Linked DNA regions of Mus musculus: all the other regions are linked to region 1. A link is a contact called in public Micro-C and promoter capture Hi-C data. All regions are on one chromosome and are shown on one strand. The core of a region is the stretch at or near the end of the contact, and the rest is flanking DNA. Distances in the headings are between cores, read along the strand shown. Region 1 holds the start of Ica1l (islet cell autoantigen 1-like). Region 2 has its middle 17 kb from the start of Fam117b. Region 3 holds the start of Fam117b (family with sequence similarity 117, member B). Region 4 holds the start of Nbeal1 (neurobeachin like 1).

Region 1 (3,098 bases), core at 413-2,912:
CCTGGGGCTGTTGGAGAGATGGCTCAGAGGTTTAGAGCACTAACAGCTCTTCCAGAGGTCCTGAGTTCAAATCCCAGCAACCACATGCTGGGTGACAGCCATCTGTAATGAGATCTGATGTCCTCTTCTGGTGTTTCTGAGGAGAGCTACACTGTACTTATTTATTTTAATAAATCCTTTTTAAAAATTAAATAAATAAAAAAACCTGGAGCTGAAGGGGACTAGCAGTGATCCATCTAACACATTCTCAGCCAGGTCAGTGGGTTGCTTTCTAGCCCTGTCAGGAAGGGCAGTAGGTTCTGAAGTGGTTATGGGGCACCCAGAAGTTTCTGTCAGGTTTCTGGCTATTGGGAGGTAGAGATACTCCTGCAGGAGCTGCTGCGGCTACCTGTCAGGAGCTTTCCAGCTTCGATTACAGAGGCCTTTAATTCAAGGTCAGCAGTCCAGACTGCAGTTCACTCTTGCCATGGTTGTACTGTGGTCCTCCACACAAAGTTTTTGCCCATCTTTAGTCTTTTTCATTTTGCTCACCTGTTGCTTCGCTGACAGCTGGACTCATTCAATAGCTGTGACTACCACTCGCTCCTTGCCTGGGCTCCTCTCTGGAGCCTTAGAAAGAGCTGCGGCCCCACTGACCCATCTCAGTGTGACACAAGGAAGATCCGGAGAACTATAGTTGACCAATCATATCTGCTTCCTGCTAATTCATATTCCTCCAAGGATTTGGACTTTGAGGAGCAAGAGGAGCTATTTGACACTTTCCTAGAGGGGAAAATGTCCCAATATTGCATACAATTTCAAGTATTTGCCCATTATTTGAAATCCAAAATAGCTGTTGTAAGAATTTAAATTTATCTTAAAAGTTATAGTTCAAATCAGCCCTTTATAGAAGAAGTAGCTCTTTTTCTAGTCTAAAACTTAAAAACTTTACATACTACTTTGTAATTAATATTCTGTTTGGACCCCTTACTTCGTGTAGTTCTCCATGACCCCTCAGATGGTTATCCTAAGAGTTAAAGGGGGGGGTCGTTATCAGCCTATATATGTCATATATACAATTAATTCGTATGTTGTAAACCTTTAGGAAAGTTGAACTTGGACGTTAAAACTTGAAAAGGAAAGCACTTTGAGTTTATTATTCCTTACCAGTAATAATTTTCCATTAGCCTTATTTCCATTCCCACCCCCCCCCCCTTGGGGTTTTTTGGCTCGGACACCACTTTTGCTCTTGAAGTCAGTTATTAACAGTTGTCCCTCTTTAAACCTTTAAAGATGAGGGTGTGACGCCTCGCGTGAACACTTGCCTCGCGCCGAGCCCGAGTACTAAGTGGCAACTGAGGCGCAGAGGCAGCGAGGGGAAGGCAGGAGCCGGGAGACAAGGCCAAGCCGGTCTTCCACGCACCCACCTCGGCTGCCTCGGCTCAGTGAGGGTCCGGGACTCAGGGCCTGGCGCCCGTCACTTCTCACGAGCAAGCGACACCCAGGGCGCGCGGCCTCCGCGGGCGGAGAGAGGCGCCGGGGCGCGCAGAGCGGAGCCGAGCGGAGCCGCCGCGCGCAGGGCCGCGGGTTTAAATCTCCCGCCGCCGAGCCCCCCACCTCGGCGCACCGGCGCGGCGGGCGCGGGCTCGCGGGCTCGCGGGCGGCGGCTGGGCCGGTGCGCGGAAGAGCTCAGCGCGGCCCGAGCGGCGAGGAGCGGCGCGGCTCCGGCGGCGCGGTGAGGGTCCGGGGTCTGGCCCTCCGCTCCCTCAGGGCGGCGGGCGGCGGTGGCCAAACCTGGTTCCCATGACGACGGCGGGCGGGGGCGCGGGCCGCGCGCTCTCCGTGGGCCGGCCTCAGGCGGCGGCCTCGGCGGACCCGACCCGTCCGCGGCGGGGGCGTCTCCTGCGCTCCCTCCAGGGGAAGGAAGCCGCGGCCTGAGGCCGGCCTGGGCGCTCCCGATACGGGGCAGATGCTCACAGCCCTGCGTGCTTTCCTGCTGGCTGCCTATGTACGTCGCGCTTAATTTATTACTATTATTGTCCTGTTGTGGGATGTCTTCAGAACAGACCAATTGCGAGATGGACGTGGTGAGAACAGAACCTAAGCAAAGCTGCGGGTCGTGGTGATGTCGGAATGCATCACCTCGCGGGGGGTGTCGGTGCACAAAGCCTCCTCTCCCAGGTGGGGACCCCAGCATCACCGCACGGATTCGGCTGGGGAAAAGCAGGCCAGGTGTCTCTGACCACTGACCTCACCTGGGTGATGATGCAGGCAGCCGATACCTGATGCTCTAAGAAAAATGGAGACGGGAAAAACAATCCTGCTTGGCGTCCTACCCGTGAGCTGTGGGCTTGCCAGTAGTGTGTGTGAATCGGGGATGCCATATAATGTATGATCTTCATGCACAAAACACACAACCTGCTAGCAACTCTGGGTCGCTGAAATAGTTTGTGGGGAGATGATGTTTCCCTGCGGTTTGGGCTCTAAGTATTTAAGTATTGGATTATTTGATTCTGGCTTAAGCGAAGTTTTGTAAAGTAATATTGTAAATACATCAATATTTAGCAGCTACAGGTACCTCATTCTTTAATGGAAATTAATTATATCTTTCAGTTATACATTTACTGGCCAAGAAAACATCTCCTAATGGTGGATATATATATATTTTATATGACCAAAGTTAAAAAATCATCTTATATTATCAGTTCATAACATTACCAGTTTTCTTTGAACTTTCTGTACTTATTTTAATAATGTGAAATGGGTTGTACATGTAGGTATTAAAAATAGCAAAGCACTGTCTAATTACCAGCAATCCTAACTGCTAGAGAAATCATTATAAGCTTTAAAAAAAGATTTATCTATTTATTTCATGTATGTAGGTATACTGTCACTGTCGTCAGACACATCAGAAGTTGGCATCGGATGCCCATTACAGATGGTTGTAGCCACCATGTGGTTGCTGGGAATTGAACTCAGGACCGCTGGAAGAGCAGTCAGTACTCTTAACCACTGAGCCATCTCTCCAGCCCTAGAGAAATCATTATAATCTTAGAGTTAGAAGGGTGATGAGATCCCAGTTCAAAAAACAAAACTAAACATGAGACTGATGGGAAAAG
Region 2 (3,098 bases), core at 375-2,874, 150 kb after region 1:
ATCTGGAGCCAGTCACACAGCTTCTCCCAGGGTTCCACTGAGGTCTAGCTCTTTAATTCATGGGACAAGCTTAAGCTTGTCACATAGTAAGCACTCGTGTATGTTGGCTTCTCTGGCTCTGGGCCTCATGAAGCCTTGCTCACTGGTCCATCTCTGCACCATCTCCACAGCTGCAGTTCTAACCTGGGCTCTGCTACTGATCTTCCCTTGGGAGTTTCCATACAGCAGGCAGGTGGCATACCCACAGATAAACTCATATGTCCTCCAAGCTCAGGAACCCCCTACACACACACACACACACACACACACACACACACACTCTCACCCATCATGACTACATGCCTTAGCATGCTGCTCAGGTGTGCCTTATAGATTTCATGGGGTAGCTTCATTGTTTCTTTCTATTCATGACTCTTTTCATATTTAATTTACCGTGTACTCTTTAGTGTCTGCCATTTGTCTTTCTAGACTATGGCACAACAGGGCTTTCTTTAATCATTTCAACTTTTAAAAATGCCTTTAATGGGTGGTGGTGGCCCACCCCTTTAATCCCAGCAGAGACAGAGAGATATCTGAGTTTAAGACCAGCCCAGTCTACAAAGCAAGTTCCAGGGCAGCCAGGGCTATATAGAGAAACCTTGCCTCACACAAAACTAACAAACAAAAGAATGGTAATAATAATAATAAAATAATAATAAATGTCCTTGGTTCCTTACATTTATATATTCAAATAAATCTGCAGGAGCTATTCTTGCAACACATCCTCTTTGATGGACTCCACCCAAGATCTGATCATGCCACTTAGCACCTGCACACATCTGCAAAGTCTCTTTATTTCCTTATTGTGTGTGTGTTTGTATGTTATTTAGTATCTCTCTGTGTTCTCTCTAGACCTTAGTCTTTTCGTACTCAAGGTCAGAGATCCTGACTTCTCTTCCTCTTCTACCTTATCTTCATGCTTAAAACAAGTGCTTCACAGTGCTGATGAGTGACTGATAGTGTGAGCAGCCTATGGAGAATCAGAAAGCCTGTTTTGGGTAAAGTAATCCAAGGCTGTGTCCATTGAGTGGTTTGAATATGCCTGGCCCAGGGAGTGGCACTATTAGGAGGTACCTTGTTGGAGTAGGTTTGGCCTTGTTGGAGGAAGTATGTCACTGTGGGCATGGGCAATGAGACCATCCTCCTAACCAGGAAGAAGCCAGTCTTTTAGCTGCCCTTGGAACAAGAGGTAGAACTCTCAGCTCCTCCAACATCATGCCTGCCTAGATGCTGCCATGCTTCCTGCCATAATCATAATAGAGTGAACCTCTGAACCTTGGAAACTAGCCCCAATTAAATGTTGTCCTTTATAAGAGTTGCTGTGGTCATGGTGTCTGTTTACAGCAGTAAAACCCTAACTAAGACAATCCATGTTCCTTTAAGTTCAGGTCACAGGTAATTCTACAGCCTGCAGCTTTGCACATAAGGGCAATTTTCAAAACCAGGCAGGTTTTGTCTCTGCCTCTGCCAAACAGGGCATCCTTTCAGGGGGAGCCAGAAAGCTGATCTCTTGACTCTCCTCCACTCCTGGGTGTGTAGGCATGAAGAATGGGAAGTGGCAAAGGGCAAGCTGCCAAGAGACGTCTAGAGGACTCTGCAGAGACAGTGCAAATTTAGTAACCCCACTGAGCAGAGATTCGAGAGGTCTTAAGTGACTCGTGGCCTGTGCCTGAGCTGAGTTAGCACCTGGCAGCTTTCCCTTTCCCGGGCATCTCCCCTTCCTGAGCTCAGGATCCTGTGACCCTTCTCCCAATTCTATGAGAAGCAAAGGAAGATCAGACCTGGGTGGATGGTATGAGGGAGGTGGCCTGGGATCTTCAAAAGAACACCTGAAAAGGGGCCCGAAGGAGCTGAGTCACACCACCTTGGGCCATTCTGCAGTTCCTTTTGGGTAGCATGACAAATGGAAAACAATAATTAACCATTGTGCAAATTACTTCTTGGGTATATGGCAGATGGAAAACAACCATTGAAACCATTGAAATGAGAGCCAAATCATTCCACTTATATCAAACAACAGAAAGGGACATCACACAAATACCAAAAGGATGAATTAATTCTGCAGGGCAGGAGGGTGTCACTTTGACTTTAAAAGGGTAAAATTTTATATCCTTTCCAGTTCTCAGGGTGCAATCATAGGATTTCAGAGGCAAAGCCATTTTGGAGTTCACATAGAGCAAGTACTGTATTTTACAAGAAGGCCAGTGAGCTAGCAGCTCACTCAGTGCGAGAGATGCTCACCAGCAAGTCCGAGGCCCTGTGTTTGGGCCCTGGGACCCACACAACAGAAAAGGAGGCCCTGAAATGTCAGTGTGTCTACTGAGCAGAAAAGGGCCTTTAACCTGGGTTAGGGGTCTCACCCAGCTCAACCAGGGTTAGAGGTCACAGGCAAAGTGCCCTAGTTCAATGCCCAGTAAATAAAATAAAACAAATATTAGAGGATGTGTGTGCCCAAGCAAGGTACTCAGAAGGAGGGAACCATCAGAGGGAGAGGAAAAGAACATAGTAGAATAGAAATTGGAAACTGCCTTCTTAAGGCCTTGGGGCATTTAAAGCAGATGAGACATTATCGGGTCATGGATTCTTCCATCTGTTTGAAAAACTATTTAACAAATGTGAGCCTTGGTTTCTCCATTGCCAAAAGGAAGCTACTGTAGACTCAATAACTGCTCATGTCTTTTTCATCCCTAATCAATGAGGACAATATTAGAGTCACATTCAAGCCTTACAACCTGAAGAGAATTGAACCCCAAATTAGTAACAGGTGTATATTAACTGATCCACAAGGAGGTAGCTGGTTATGAAGTCATTCAAACCAATATCAATTAGCTGCCTGCACTCCGCCAAACCCAGGGTTCTAAAGACAAAAAGAAAGATGTGGCTCAAGTGCTGTAGGCGCTGTCAGCTGAGAGACCTCTGAGAGGTTTTCTGTAACCAAGATAATGCCTTATCTCAGTGTTTTGCAGGTCTGACCAAAGAGCAAGTGAAAGCCATCTGTTCAAAAGGGTTTTGCTAAGACAAGCTTAGGTGGCAACACCCTGGTTTCAATACCCTTACTT
Region 3 (3,098 bases), core at 230-2,729, 130 kb after region 1:
TCAAAACGCAAACAAAAAATAAAAAATAAACATAAAAAACCAAAGCAAAACAAAATGGGCAGGCCTTTAATCCCAGCACTAGGAAGGCAGAGGCAGGCAGATCAAGGCCAGCCTGGTCTACACTGCAAGTTCCAGGTCAGCCAGCGGTAGTGAGAGTGTTGGGGGGGGGGGGGTGCGGGAAGCAAAGAATAAGTCTAAGAGAAATAAAACCAGTATCTCAGAAACACACTCAGACCCTCAGGCTAGCTATCTACCATTTACGTATATGTGTAAACACATACATAGACCTATGCACACACCCCAAAGCAATCTTGCTTAACTTCTCCCTTCTTGCTACTCATTAAGTCTTACGAAATGCAAAAACTGCTCCCAGCTTCACAACTCTTCAATGATCCAAATCCGCCTTTGCTGATGCATTCAGTCCTCCAGATCCGAAACTGTTTTGTGGAACAGAAACACTAAGCAGCACACAAGTGCTATTTGCAAGCATTAACCGCGTCACCAAAAGTGACAGGACCAGCCCCAGCAGTAGCGACGCAAGGCCAAACCCCAGGGTTTATGATTTCCACAAATTGAGCCCAGGCCCAAGGTTAGCGGCCGCACCTCCACGGCGGAGACCCGCACGGGCAAGACGCAGGGGTGGCGGACCGCACGCCCCGCCCCGCCCCGCCCCGCCCCACCGGAGCGCTGCAGTCCCCACTCGGCGGCACAGGACCCCTGTCCTCCACGTACCTGCTTTGCACACCGGGGCGCTGGGGCTCCTCTTCTCCGCCGAGGGTCGGCCCTGCTCTGGGGACCTCCTCCGGTGGCGGACGCGGGCGGAGGGTGGGGCCGCAATCACCTCGCTCGGCCACAGGTGGGTGGGCGACGAACTGGGCGACGACACGGTGCCCAGCAGGGGCGGTGGCGGCTGCGGGCGCGGAGGACTGCTTCGGGCCCCAGGCGCCGTGCCGCGCGTGGGGCTGGTACCGCGCGTGGACGTCACGGACGCTCCCGTCTGCGTGGCCACCGTGGGGCTGGTACGCGCCGCCGCGCTGCCGCCGCCGCCGCGCGTGGGGCTGGTGCTGCGTGAGGCGGTGCGCGGGCCGCCACTGCCGCCGCCGCCCGAGGGGCCTGAGGCGCCTCCGTTGCCTCCGTTGTTGCCGCCGCCGCCGCCGCCCCGCGTGGGGCTGCCATGTTGCTGCTGCTGCTTCAGCTGGAACGGCACCGTCGCCCTCATGGGCTGCAGGCGGCTCCCAGGGCCCCCGGGCGGGCCGACCGCGCCACCCGCGAGGGCGCCGGCGGGCGTGGGAGACCCATTGCGCCTCACCCGCTGGGACATGGTCCCCCCGCCCCAGAGACGGCGGCCGGGGGTGCTGGGCGGCGGGGACCGGCTGCTCGGGGCCCGAGGGAAGGCCTGAGCCAGCGGGTGACGTAGCCTGACTTCAGGACCAGGGGGCGCGCGGGCAGCGACGGGCACCGACGAGGTGATGCAGCCGCCGCCGCGGCTCCTCATCAACAATAGTGTCTCCTCCGTTGTCCCCGCCCCCTGCCGCCGCTCATTGGTGTAGCGTCAGCGCGCTCGAGCCACTCGGCCTCGCTGATTGGCTGCGCGCATCTCGGCTCCCGAGGCTGCTTCTGCTCTTTAAAGAGAAAGAGGCCCGCCCCCGAGGGGTCGGGCGGCGGAGGAAACCGGCCGTGGCAGGAGGAGGGGTGCGGAGGGAACGCTTGTGGCTTGTGTAGAGGGATGCGGGGGTGGGGGGTGAGGGGGGGTTGCGTGCGTGTGCGGACGTGTGTGCGTGCGTGTGTGTGTGTGTACACGTGCGTGTACGTGTAGGCGCGCGCCCGGCCACGCGCGTCCCTGTTTCCCGCTGGAGGGAGCCCCTGGGACTCCGGGAATTTGGCCAAAGGGACGGACTGTACGGGACCACGGTGTCCCCGGGGATGGTCTGAACCGACTCTTTCCCTCTGAAACTCATTTCCTTACAGCAGTGGTGTCTGTAAGTTAACACGTACGCACATCTCTTTGGAGACTCCCCTCACCCCCGCCCCCCAATCTTTTTGTTCTGCCCTAATTCCATCTACCTATGAGCAGGGCTCTAAAATAAAAGAACTTTAATTCTAGGGTATTTTATATCTTTCTTCTCTTTTCTTTTTGGCGCTACAAAGATTCAAATATCAGAACGATTATATTTGCAGGTTAGAATGCAACTTTAGATGGTATCTGTGAAGTTCAGTTATCGAGTAGTGTTGCTACTAGCCCCCACCCTTATAGATCTCAAGTAATAAAGAATTTATTTAATCAGTTACTTTACAGTTCCCTTATACCTTAGAAAGATGCAAGTTTATAAAGTGCTGTGGCCTCCACTTGCTCCTCTCTATTTGAGACAGAACTGGGTGCACCACCCATATTTATTTATTTATTTATTTATTTATTTATTTATTTATTACATTTATGTATCTGGTTTGTGAATAAGCATGTGCATGCATGTAGAGGTCAAAGGACAGCCTGTTCTTTTCTAACATGTCTGTGCAGGGAATCAGACTCATGCATCAGACTGAGCCGTTTCATTGGCCCACCATTCATAGTTTAGTCTGGTGGAGAAAATAAGTCTCCATGGCTTTCATAAGAACTCTCTGAAAGGCAAGAAATTCTAAAGTAATCATAATACGCGGGTTCCTCTTCAATTAAAAAGTCGACATGCAGACTGCACGTGGCATCCTTAATCCCTTTATGGCTTTAATAGCTATACATTCTAAAAAGATCCCTTAACCAAGGCGTGGTGGTTCTGGTAACAGGTTCTAGGCCTCAAGCCCTATTGGGTTCCTGTAGAAAGCTGTTAGATAGGTTCCTAGGGTCCTGGAGACAGTCAGATCCCCCACATAGCCTGTGATCTCAGGTATGTCCATAAACAAGTTTCTTATTTGTAAGGTGCAGCTAAGCAATACCATCTGCTACAGACAGTTCTAAATATTAACCAAGGATTTGATGAGAAGAGGCTGTGCAGGAAGTTCTCAGAACTCCTTTTCTAGCAGTCTCTCTCCATTCATTCATTCATTCATTCATTCATCATTGTACATATATGTGTGCATCCCAACAGACAAAACCTCAGAAAAGA
Region 4 (3,098 bases), core at 264-2,763, 140 kb before region 1:
AAAATAAATATGGGAAATTCAAGATCTCTTACATGTTTTTTAAAATTTATTTATTTCTCTTGCATGTTTTTTAAATTCAGGATGGGGGAGTTGTTTGGGGTTCTGTTTTGAGAATTGCAGCCCTGGCTGTCCTGGAAATGTCTTACGTCCACTAGGATAGACTCAAACTCACATAACACCACCTGGCCCGGCATTGTTCTAGGACTCTGTTCTGGGACTAAAGGTATGCACCACCACACCTGCCAGTTCAGGATTATCAATATGCACAAACACACTACACAATAAGGTCATAATGCTGGATACAAAATTTTATAATCAAGTAATTTTAAGTACAGAAATAAAAGGAAAGCAAATTACCTTTGTACAATAAAGCATCCAAAGTTCAAAGAGCCTCTCTCTGGCTGCCATTCTGGCTTTCCACTCTGGTACTTTAATATTTCCTCAAAAAGACGGTTCAAGACCATATCATATTACTTTATTTTCCAAGTTTATCAGCCGTTACAGTAAAGCTCAAAGCAGTGGAATAAACAAAAAAAAAACAAAAAAAAAAATTCGTAGAACAAATAAGACTGTCTCAGGTCAATAAGGGTCAATTTCAGCAACTACTCCAACACTTCTTCATCAGGGGTAGCTGGTCTCGTAAATAGGTCTGTGAAATACAAAAATATCCTAAGTTTTTTTAAGCCACATTTGAAAAAAAAAAATCCAGATATCCGTCTGCCTTGATCACCCCATTCAAAGGGATAAATTTTTAATGTGATTAGATATTCCAGAAACTCCTGTTTGGCACACCACGACTAATGATCAACATAAAATACTAAAACCTTCCAGGCAGATTCACAACCAAAACTGCGGTAGATGGGAAGGAAGACGGCTCCCTACTCACGCCTTCCTTTAACCAGGAGCACAGATCAAACACAACAAATATCCGAGATTTCTCGCCAGCTTCTTAAAAGTTGCTGGGAATGTTTGCTGCGTTGCAGGGCAGGGCGTGGGGGGAGGGCCCGAGGAATTCCTGGTTTGTTTGTTTTAACCATCCACACAGCGAAAGTCATCCTGCCTACCTGGCTTCCACCTCTCCACCCAAGAAGAAAGGGGCTCACACACCGTGGCAAGGACCACCTCCCGTGGGACGACCCCAGACCCCGCCTCGCAGCAGTCCGGGGACCTTTCCATTTCCTCCCTGCGTCCCCGTTACGAACAAGAGAGACAAACGTCAGGCGTGCCAATCAACTTCAGAAGCGCGGCCCGGAGCGCTCTGGGACCCAGACCCGGGACCCACGCCAACCGGCCGCAGCCAGACCCGCCCGGGCCGGCCGCGCCCCCTCGCCCGCCGCCGCCGCCCCTCAGGCTGCAGCCCTGCGCCGCATTCCCCCGGGCCTTCCCGCCCCGCGGCAGCCTCCGCCCGACCTCGGCGTCCCCTCACCACGCTCACAGGCCCGCCGGCGCCACCCCGCCGCGGGCTAACTTGCTGCCCTCCGCCCTGCCCGCGGCGAAGCCCCGTGTCACCCCGAAGCCGGGCGGGAGGCGGAGGCGGAGGCGGGGTAGCGCCGACGCGGGGTGGGAGGAGCCAGGGGCGGAGCAGCCCCTGGGCTAATCATTCCGGCCTCTGGGGATTTACCCGGCCCTCCGGCAGCCGCTCCTCGAGGGCCGCTCAGCCCCGAAGCCCCTCCCCCGGCATGCCTGCGCAGCCGCAGTGCCCTCGCTCAGGCTCTGAAAGCGGTCGGAGCCAGCCTGGGCATTCCGGTCAGTAGTCACCCAGCTGGACGTGAGGGCCGACGTGCTGACGTCGCTCCCCGCCCCTGCTAGGTGGGGCGGACGGAACTTTCCTCGCCTGGCGGCGCCTCTGCGAATCAGCTGAGGACCGGCGACCCTAGGGCGTCTCGAAGGGATCTCGATTTGATTTCTTTGTAGAAATGGGATTGGTCCTGGGACAGAGCTCAAAAGCGAAAAAAGAAGAAAAGAAATCTTTACCTGTTCTGGCGTCGTTGCCTTTGTACTGTCACTGCCATTCTGTGTCTGTTCCAAGGAGACTGCTGTACGGAATGAGTTCCGTCTTTCAGAAAAAGAAGCAAAAGGCAGTCTTATTAGCTGCACACACTTTCTTAAGGTTGTTGTTGTTGCTATTGTTTTAAGAGAGGAGAAAAGCGTAAGATTAACCTTTTAAATCTAAACATTTAAGAAACTATTGTGAAATTTTACAAACATATAAAAAAATCAGTTTTAGAGCAGCTTAGCATCTGAGATGCCCTGTGTTTGATTCCTAACAAGCACACACAAGGAAACAAAGTAATAAAATGAACTTCTATATGTAATCACTAAGCTTCAGAAATAATCGAAGCCACCCTGAAGAAACAGGTCTGTGATCTAGCACTTAGGAGATGGAGGGAGAGAGATCAGGAGTTCAGCGCTGACATGGGCTACCTAGCAAGTCTGGGACCAACCTGTGCCGCATGAGACCTTGCCACAAAAGAAAAGAAGAAGAAAGGAAAGGGAGGGAGATGACTTGCTGTGCAAGCCAGACCTCCTGAAATGCAAGATGGAGACTGGAGGGCCAGCGAGCCCTGGCCACAAACAAGAGACCCTAGCTCACTAAATGGAAAGCAAGAACCTACTCATGAAAATTATCCTCTGGCATATACACATGCACAATAGATAAATAAATGTAAAGCTACTAATGCCATCATGGGGGTTCACTATGTGACCTTTATTTTTAAAATATACTAATGCCCCCACATGCCCTGTGTGCGTCCTTGTGCCACATATGTTTGTATACCCTCTGAGGCCAGAAGATATCTTATCCCTGGGAGCTGGAGGTCTGGGTGGGGGTGGGGGCTCCTGACATGGGTGCTGGGAACATTGTCTTGTGTGCTGCAAATGCTCTTAACCACTGAGCCATCTTCCAGCCCTTATCTATTCTCGCTTATTAGATTAATCTACAAGTTTTTCTTGTCAAGAATCACAGGATAAATAATTCCGTTTTGCAGACCATGCAGTAGCTTGGATATCAAAGGTGAAAGTAAATTTTGTGATTCTGTCACCAAAATGTAGAGTTCCCGTTATCCTTCACAACAAACATCAATGAGTAGAGGACGGGA

What was found. Promoter capture Hi-C pulls out the DNA fragments that hold promoters and counts their contacts. Hi-C and Micro-C count contacts between places; a contact is called where the count stands out from the background. Capture Hi-C pulls out chosen DNA fragments and counts their contacts.
Region 2: a promoter capture Hi-C map of the SN4741 cell line shows a contact between it and region 1, with 4 times the contacts expected there. The contact joins the enhancer-like site here to the promoter of Ica1l in region 1. A contact is called at or near these places in 17 of 39 promoter capture datasets (the 3T3-L1 cell line, 3T3-L1-derived adipocytes, the C10 cell line and 13 more), 1 of 15 datasets of contacts at CTCF or cohesin (the G1E-ER4 cell line), 2 of 484 Hi-C or Micro-C datasets (bone marrow-derived macrophages and cerebral cortex), 1 of 115 datasets of contacts at active chromatin or transcription factors (stem cell-derived neural progenitor cells) and 4 of 9 other capture datasets (adipose tissue, liver, macrophages and 1 more).
Region 3: a contact with region 1 is called in a promoter capture Hi-C map of pancreatic islet. The contact joins the promoter of Fam117b here to the promoter of Ica1l in region 1. A contact is called at or near these places in 3 of 39 promoter capture datasets (embryonic stem cells, macrophages and pre-B cells), 3 of 484 Hi-C or Micro-C datasets (all in embryonic stem cells), 4 of 115 datasets of contacts at active chromatin or transcription factors (effector CD8 T cells, embryonic stem cells, memory CD8 T cells and 1 more) and 2 of 9 other capture datasets (adipose tissue and pancreatic islet).
Region 4: a Micro-C map of embryonic stem cells shows a contact between it and region 1, with 5 times the contacts expected there. The contact joins the promoter of Nbeal1 here to the promoter of Ica1l in region 1. A contact is called at or near these places in 5 of 39 promoter capture datasets (cranial neural crest, embryonic stem cells, pre-B cells and 2 more), 4 of 484 Hi-C or Micro-C datasets (embryonic stem cells and nephron progenitors), 2 of 115 datasets of contacts at active chromatin or transcription factors (effector CD8 T cells and memory CD8 T cells) and 1 of 9 other capture datasets (adipose tissue).

The regions. Positions count from the first base shown.
Region 1 is chr1:60,041,686-60,044,783 of GRCm38.p6, reverse strand. Ica1l (islet cell autoantigen 1-like) reads left to right here and starts at 1,662. Exons shown (of 11, transcript NM_027407.4): 1 at 1,662-1,987.
Region 2 is chr1:59,894,172-59,897,269 of GRCm38.p6, reverse strand. No RefSeq gene overlaps it. Among named protein-coding and RNA genes, the nearest start is that of Fam117b, 17 kb to the left of the region's middle. Within about 2 kb of position 1,624, at least 77 of the 459 cell types and tissues checked have an H3K27ac peak or open chromatin away from gene starts, as enhancers often do. A contact at or near this core is called in the G1E-ER4 cell line and bone marrow-derived macrophages, where this site is marked.
Region 3 is chr1:59,911,387-59,914,484 of GRCm38.p6, reverse strand. Fam117b (family with sequence similarity 117, member B) reads right to left here and starts at 1,479. Exons shown (of 8, transcript NM_001037725.3): 1 at 733-1,479. The coding sequence starts at 1,321.
Region 4 is chr1:60,179,014-60,182,111 of GRCm38.p6, reverse strand. Nbeal1 (neurobeachin like 1) reads right to left here and starts at 1,513. Exons shown (of 55, transcript NM_173444.2): 1 at 1,427-1,513; 2 at 358-649. The coding sequence starts at 408.